Linked DNA regions of Hordeum vulgare: region 1 is linked to region 2. Evidence: chromatin contacts called from public Hi-C data. All regions are on one chromosome and are shown on one strand. The core of a region is the stretch at or near the end of the contact, and the rest is flanking DNA. Distances in the headings are between cores, read along the strand shown.

Evidence for each region. Hi-C and Micro-C count contacts between places; a contact is called where the count stands out from the background.
Region 1: a Hi-C map of seedling shows a contact between it and region 2, with 2.6 times the contacts expected there. The contact joins the enhancer-like site here to the promoter of LOC123402758 in region 2. A contact is called at or near these places in 3 of 6 Hi-C or Micro-C datasets (leaf and seedling) and 1 of 1 datasets of contacts at active chromatin or transcription factors (embryo).

What each region holds. Positions count from the first base shown.
Region 1 is chr6H:508,826,336-508,830,339 of MorexV3_pseudomolecules_assembly, forward strand. LOC123401861 (microtubule-associated protein futsch-like) reads right to left here. Exons shown (of 5, transcript XM_045095716.1): 4 at 2,596-4,004; 5 at 1,992-2,494. The coding sequence ends at 2,634. Among protein-coding and RNA genes, the nearest start is that of LOC123401861, 7.3 kb to the right of the region's middle. Within about 2 kb of position 1,361, at least 3 of the 3 cell types and tissues checked have open chromatin away from gene starts, as enhancers often do. A contact at or near this core is called in leaf and seedling, where this site is marked.
Region 2 is chr6H:508,402,460-508,406,373 of MorexV3_pseudomolecules_assembly, forward strand. LOC123402758 reads right to left here and starts at 1,969. Exons shown (of 4, transcript XM_045096713.1): 1 at 1,512-1,969. The coding sequence starts at 1,760.

The sequences.
Region 1 (4,004 bases), core at 111-2,610, 420 kb after region 2:
CCGACGGTTTCTGTCGTCCATCATGATCATTTTGCAAAAAACACTCTGTAGTTTCCCAAAATCAACCCGCAGTCTGTCTTTAAGTGACTCTGGACCTTTTTTGCATTTTACGCAAAAACCCCGACATTTACGCTAAATAACCCGCAGTCCAGACTTTAGACACAACGAATCATTTTTTATCACAAGTCACTCCGTAAGATTTTGATTTATAGGAGGGTGAACTGGAAATAAACTCATACGCTGTGATAGCCTGCTGGCTAGAGCATGCCCCTCTTACTCGGGACACCCGGGTTCAAATCCTTTCTTCAACATTTTTTTTTTGCTTACCTTTTCTCTTCTATTAGGCTGGTTCACATCAAGAGACAGGAACTTCTGTTTATTTTTTTTGCTTTTTTTGTTTACCAAAAAAGATTGCTCCGATGGCCTCTAGATTAGTTCATCTTGATTTCTTCCACTGACGTACGATACTGTGTATCTGGATGTGTAGCCTAAATAATCATCTTTGGCTACTTAAGTGTGTTTGCATTAATTTGTAATTCTTAGTTCATTAATAATATAAGTTCACAAGACATAATTTGAATTGTTTGAAATACATGTACTCAATATTCTTTCATGCTTTTATTTTTTAATTTGTTCATGAAATATACATCGAGTTAGTGTATACTCCCTTTGTAACTAAACATACAGAACATATTGAATGTTTTGCTTAAAGAGAGAAAGAAAGACCTTAGGACTAAACACATTTAAACACATCATCGTTGTGTTAGTACTGAGGCCACTGTCGGCAACACAAATATGATTCCATGTGAAACTAAAAGACGTGGGCCTATTGAGGTCTTGAGTCGTGGTTATTGGGTTAAAAGCGTGCGTTATTTTTTTTTTCCATTGCAACGCACGGGCTTTTTTGCTAGTATAAGTAAAATTAGCAATCTAGGTACAAGTACGTGCCTTCTAAACTGTCACGGTGGTAGTAGTAAAATCAAGGAACACCGAATTCCGGCGAAAAATATAAAGAATGTCGAAATGCAAAGAAAACATGAAGTGGGAAAAAACCGAAAAACGTTGGCTCCCACGCGGAAAATAGAGATGACGGACGATGTTGACGGGAACTGGGTCGACGTAGTACTGTTTGTAACAGGGGGTAGCTTTCACCGGGGAGCTGTCGAGAGGGACGCGTATTAATGATGGGGAAATGACCGAGGAGAGGGGGTGAAGGGTGATGGATGGATGGAGCCCAAGTCTAACAAGACGGGCAGCTGAGGAAAGCGACGGGAGACTGGACTGGACACACCATACCTACGTGGTGCGACGGGGACGGGAAATGCCCGGACGCGGAAAGAGAGGGGGGAAAGAAAGGAAGGACGGAAGGGAAAGGGAGGCAGCGGACAGGGACGGGGCAGCAGTCGCGTCACGGGCCACCCCACTGATCGCGACCGTCTCTTCCTCCCTCCCCGTGCCTGTCGCCGTCCCTCCTTTTTTTTCCCTTCGCTGCTGCTTGCTTTTGCACCTCCCCCCCACATCGCCGTGGTGGCAGTGGTTTCCGTGGTTAAAGGGGCATCCTGTCCTGCCTGCCCGTGGGGGAGGCTTCTCTTGCGTCTTGGTGTCGGCCCGTGAACCACCACGCACACGCGTCGAGCGACATGTATGTATGCCCCCCTCCTGTTCCGCTTCGTCCTCGCTTGCTTTCGTCGCCGGGTCTCCTGCTGGGGTGGTCATGTCAGACCGTAGAGATGTCGAAATATGACAAGTAGCAGAATACAAATGGTTTACTCATGGAGATCAGCAACACGGTCGCCATCGTCCATCAGCAACACGACCAACGGAGACCGCAGATGCAATGATCAGCGTTACATTTACTTGTGCAACAGATGACACCAAGTAGATGATCCAAATTTACAACAGACGCGCGTTCGTGAGCAACAAGATGCAGCTGCAGACGTGCCCAGCAATGGAGCAACAAGTTGCAGGAAACATAGGAACCAACATAGAGATAACAGGGTCAGCCACGGCAAATTATTATGACTTCCTGATCTACTGATGCAACACTTGCCCGCAGGGCAGGATACATGTCACGGCTAAATCATAGTATGTTAAAGCTGCAGATGTGCCCAGCAATGTCAAAGAGACGGTTTATCATAAGAAACTTAGAAAATGAAAAGAAAAAAGGACCACCGGGACTAATTACAGCGGCTTGAGGTGTTTGAAGATGCCAAGGAGCATTACCGTTCCATCTCCAAACCCATACGCTCCTGGCAAAAACAGAAGAAGCAAGCCTGGCAGGTACAAAACTCTAGCAAAGCAACTGCTCAAGCTGAGGAAAACTGGTTCCAGGAAAGTATGAATATGGTTAACATTTACAGCAATTACAGCCATGTTTCATTCCTCCCACAATCCCATGTCGTCACAGACATGAATCCATGTGTGAGTTGTATATCCCAGCCCACCAGGGTCACCCAGGTGCAATACAACGCCTCACTTCCACATGCAGTTGCCTCTGCAAATATAAAGCACCCACCCGCCACTGGTTAATTTTAACCCAACAAGAAAACAGGGTCTGGTCTTTAAAGTTGGATTTCTAGGTACAAACAAGCTCACCAGACAAAAGAAGTCGATGCGAGGTCTCGCCAAAGTTCCTACTGCCATGACAATTGCTTGTATGATGATCTTTCAGGATCCCAACTGCCCTCGGGTTCCTTCCTCTTTATTCCTACACCAGGCAATTGGTACATTCTCGTTTGCTCCTCCACAAAGGCCTGCGGCGGCGTCATCAAAGTTTGTCTAACCGATGAAAGTATCCGTTCGTCCTTCCCTTCTAAATCTATACTCCCAGGACCAGAATTAAGATCAAACCCTCCTCCTGGTCTTTTCCATTTCCAGTTACTGTCGAGTCCATCACTGCTGCTACCTTCAGGACGGTTTATTGCATATTGCCTCACATGTTGGGGAGGTAATGCACCCGTTGACCCAACAAGTGCCGGGGCAATGGTTGGAAAGAATGGAACTCCTGCAGGTGCAGAATTGGTGGCATATGACGTCGATCCAATTGGAAAACCTGTTGTCTGAAGGTGAACACTGGGAGTGAAAGGAAATCCTGCATATTGATATGCAGGAGGAGGGTGAAACACCATGGTTGGTGGTGTGGAAATAACTGGAGCCCTGCCTGAATCACTTCCGAATTGGCTGCTGTCTGCAGCAGACACAATCATCCTCTGGGTTCCAGATGCTGTTTCAATTGGGTAAGGATGTTCTCCTCTAGCAGGCAAAAACGATTGCATAGCTACAGGAGCATATGGGTTGGCAGAAGCAAACCATGGTGACATGTTATTGATTTCAGTGCCGTTCACTCTAAGACCAGCAACTTGAGGCAGGAAAGGTATGCTGCTAGCACCTTTAGATGATAGACTCCTTTGTGCAGGTTCTGTACTAGCTTCATCAAGGCTTGGTCCATTATTGAGATCAAAGAAGTTCTTTGAGCTATTCATACTGGTACTCGGTAAACCTCCTGGCAAGGATCTTGCTGGCAACAATGTGACTTCAACTCTGTTGGAAGAGTTTGAGATAAACTGGTTATTCTCGGCAACTTCATCAGACCTATTCAAGTCAAGTTCAATGCCGGCGCTTCGCACAGGACCATCACGACTTCTAGTGTTTCCAGATTCAGATCCAACTGTCTGAGCAGAACTCTGTGAGAAATCTTCCTCAAGAATCTCTTCATCTGCTACATTCAGATCAATGTCAAACGCGGGGCGAGACCGCTTCCCGGCACTATCAGATCCTGCAATATCAGGTGCAGTCAGAGATGCCCCCACAACCTTTCGTGGTTCTGCAGGACGAAATGCACTTGTAGCTGCTGAGCCTTTCCACCCAGCCTCAGGCTTCACTCGTAGTAGATTCTCAGGAGGGACAAAAGGTCCTTTAGCTGGAGCTGCTACTGTTATTGGGGCAGGCAGACCACTTAAAACAGGTGATACGAATGGAGAAAGACCAGGTACAGGAATTGCAGA
Region 2 (3,914 bases), core at 719-3,218:
CTAATCACACCCTTATGACCTCCGTTATATTTTCTGGACATTACTTCAAGATAGACCACAGCGACACCATGATTCAGATTTATTTCCTCATAAGTGAGGTGCAATAACATTTTTTGTAATTCAGACGAAGCTAATGAACATTAAGTGATGGACCCAACAAACAGTTGAAAGACGGCCACCAAGTAAAATGTCCTATCTGTACAGCTTGGGCAAGTGAGTTCTTTTTTGCTAGGTTTGTCGATCTGCAACAATAACCAGCATATACAAACCTAGAAGAACTTTCTTCTCAAAAGGAAAACTATAAACTTATAATGCATCACGGAGCACAACAGCTAGGGTAAACAGCAGAAGGAGATATCAATATACCCACGTTTTAGGTCTGGTCTCCATTTTTGCTTCTTATTTTCCTACTTTGCAATATATAAGCTCAATAATCAGCAACTGTTTAGGAATTTCCTAGTATGTAGTGCATCAGCAAAACAAACAACTAAAGATGTGCAAACAGCAGGTAAAACACATCACTGTGGCAAACTCCAGCATAAGTAAGGCATGGCTTACCATGAAACACGTATGTCCACACCAAATCACCAATGACCAACATAATGCTTGTAAAATGCCTTAAACATCATTTTCTTACTCCTATACCAAGAGCCAATTATATGATCAAATTAGGTTCTAACACGCACACCGACCCAGCTCTTAGCATGTTAGCACCTCATGCTAGCACGCTGTTCAAATAACCACCTTTCCAATCAGCTTGAGCTATTGGGTGAACTGGCTAGTGCATGCAATTCAATACAGCATCAGAGACAAAAGGTCTCAAGGTCAAGACCCACAGGCTACATCGGTCCCAAGTTAATTATAAGGTATAAAAGAGCCTAGACCTGATGGGGGTGTTCAAATATATTCACCACCTTTCCCCCTCAGCTCAAGCTTTTGGGCAAAATGGTCAGTGCATGCCATTCGAATAATGCAACTCAAGTTTAGAGAGCACATGATTTTCTTACGTGTTGGAGACCACCATCTCTAATTTCCTAGGTTCAAGAGGCAGCAGTCTAGGTACAGTATACAGATGATAATTTTCAAGCAGATGCAGAACAACAATTATGATATTGCTGAAGTATATTGACAACCTTTCCCACTAAGGCATCCGATAAAGGAAGCCTCGTGTTCAAGACTCGTGAACGCGCTATGGATAAAATAGTTATGGCCGACAATGCCCATGTGAGGTTTGAAAGATCCTAAAACTGAGAGGTTGTGTTGAAATATATTGATCGACTTTCCCCTTGGGCTTTTGGGTGGACCTTTCGGTGCATCCAATTCAACAGATAAAAACTCAAGTTTATAAACACATAATTTCCTTACATGTCCATCTCTCTCTATTCTCCCAAGAGCAGAAAGAAATCTAGTCTAGTTACAGTACATAATATAGATGAAAAATTTCAAGCAGAAGCATAAGAGCAATTACGATACTGGCAAATTCCAAAGGGTATTCCCATCAGATGAGGCACCTTTACGAAGAAGTCGTCAGGTGACACCGGAGGCGGAGAACGGACGACCTGCTGCTGCTGCTTTCGCGGCGTGGCTGGGGGAGTCGTCGGCACCGGAGGGTGGGATGTTGTCAGCGGTGTAAGGGGGGCACACGAACCGGAAGGGGCGGGAGGAGGAGGTCCGCGTGCCGAAGCTGGAGCTGCTGCTTCTGCCTCTACGCGAGTTGCCGGCCACATGTGCCGAACGAGAGGCCGCTCACCGCCGCGCATGGCCCCGCATCGACCCCTCCTCGGCGGCTGCCGGCGCCGCGCCGCACCATCACCGGATCGATCGCCACCGCCTGCGGTAAACCCTAGCACCGAAACCCTAGATCCGCGGGGGCTCCGTCCGGGCCGCGCGACCCCGCATCGAACCCGCTCCTGCGGAGGCGGGACGCCCGCCGGAGACGGCAGGCCTCGGCGCGGTCGAATTCGGGCCGGAATCGGGGCCGATTGCGCGCAGGGCCGGCGCGAGAATTGGGGGTTTGGGGTGGGGTCGGCGGGGCGGGGCGGGGCGGGCGAGGGGTTCGGGCGCGATCCGAGGCGGGGTGGGGGGGGGGGGTGGGAGGGGGCGAGAAAAAAACGGCGATTTGGGGGGAGTGGGGAGGGAGGGATCGCGGCAGAGACGGCGCGCGAGGTCGAGGAGAGAGATGGGGGGGGGGGGGGGATTGGGGTTGGGGTGCGGGTCGTGCTGCTGTGGGGAGTGGGAGGAGACGGGGGCAGCAGGGGCATTTCTGACAGTTCGGCTCGGCCTGCGTTGCTCGGTGCGGCTGGCTCACGCTCTCTGACCTGCCTGGCGCGGTCGCTGCGGGTGGGCCGCTGTTTTGACTTGGAGCGGTGGCGATTTCCTGTGGTGCCGACGTGTTGCAGTGCAGTGCCATGCGGGGAGTACGGCTGCGGCAAGTCTCGGTTGGCCGGCTGCCGGACAGTCGGCAGTTCACCGCAGTGACGGAAGCCAAGGCAAGTAAAAGAAAAATAAATCTAGTACAAAATAATCATGTCGAACAAGGTAGATACAAAATATCATAAGACAAAATAATCATGTCGAACAAGGTTTTGGTGCACACATCTAGCTGAAAATGAGGTAGCGACTAGATGTTGGATATCAAAACATTAATTCATGCCAAATCTTAGTTGATGTAAAAAAATGCTAACCTCATGGCATCGATGGTAGTCTTAAGGCTCAATCTTGCATCGGTAGGTAGTTTCTCATTTTGCTTTTCTATCACCTTGTTGATATGAGCCATACTGGTCTTGTGTGGGTCGATAGAAGAGGTGTCTACAGGGGTGAATAGACTACTTGCATAAATTAAAATCCTAGTCTTTTTTCAATTTTAGTGCTTGACAGATTTTAGCATTTCTAACAAGTCTAGTGCATCCTACACATGCTAGTCAACAAATATGGCAGCGAAAAGTAAAGACTCCGCATACGTAATAAGAAGTAGAGTTTAGGAAGATCGCAAAGGTTGACACAGTGATTTTTGGCATGGTTTCGATAGGTGGCGCTATCATACGTCCATGTTAGTGGAGACTTCAACCCACGAAGGATAACGGCTGCGAGAGTCCACAGAGGGCTCCACCGGCAAGGGGTCCATGAAGAAGCGGCCTTGCCTATTCCACCATGGCTTTCGCCCATACAAGACTAGCCTCACTCATGGTAGATCTTCACGAAGTAGGCGATCTCCTTGCCCTTACAAACATCTTGGTTCAACTCCACAGCACGAAGTGAGAGGCTCCAAAGCGACGCCTAACCAATCTAGGAGGCACCACCCTCCCAAAGGTAATAGATGTTGTAGAACGATGAACTACTTGCTCTTGTGCTTCTAAAGATAGTCTCCTCAACACTCAATCACTCTCTCACACACATTTGGCAGGGGTAGAAGAGATTGATCTTGTGGAAAGCAACTTGGGGAGGCTATGAATCAAGGTTCAAATGGTTGGAATGGAATCTCTTCATCTCAACACGTGAGTAGGTGGCTCTCTCTCACAAGAATGGATCTCGCAAGTATAAGTGTGTTTTAAGTGCTTCCTCTATAAATGAGAGGTGGGTGGAGGGGTATATATAGGCATCCCCAAAATCCAACTGTTACAACATTATTGCCCAACTCGGTGACACCGAATCTCGGTGGTACCGAGTTGCACTAAATGTGTCAACTTTTGAATTCTCGATGAGGCCGATATATGAATCTCGGTGGTATCGATTCGATGACCTAGACTAGTTTCCAAATCTCGGTGAGACCGATTTCAAAATCGGAAATTGCGATTCTTGGAATCTTCTCAACAAAAAGTTGGTCACTGAATCTCGATGGCACCGATGTGAAAGTTGGTGGTACAGAAAGTTGGTTACTGAATCACAACACACAAACAAAGCTTCAAATGAAGATA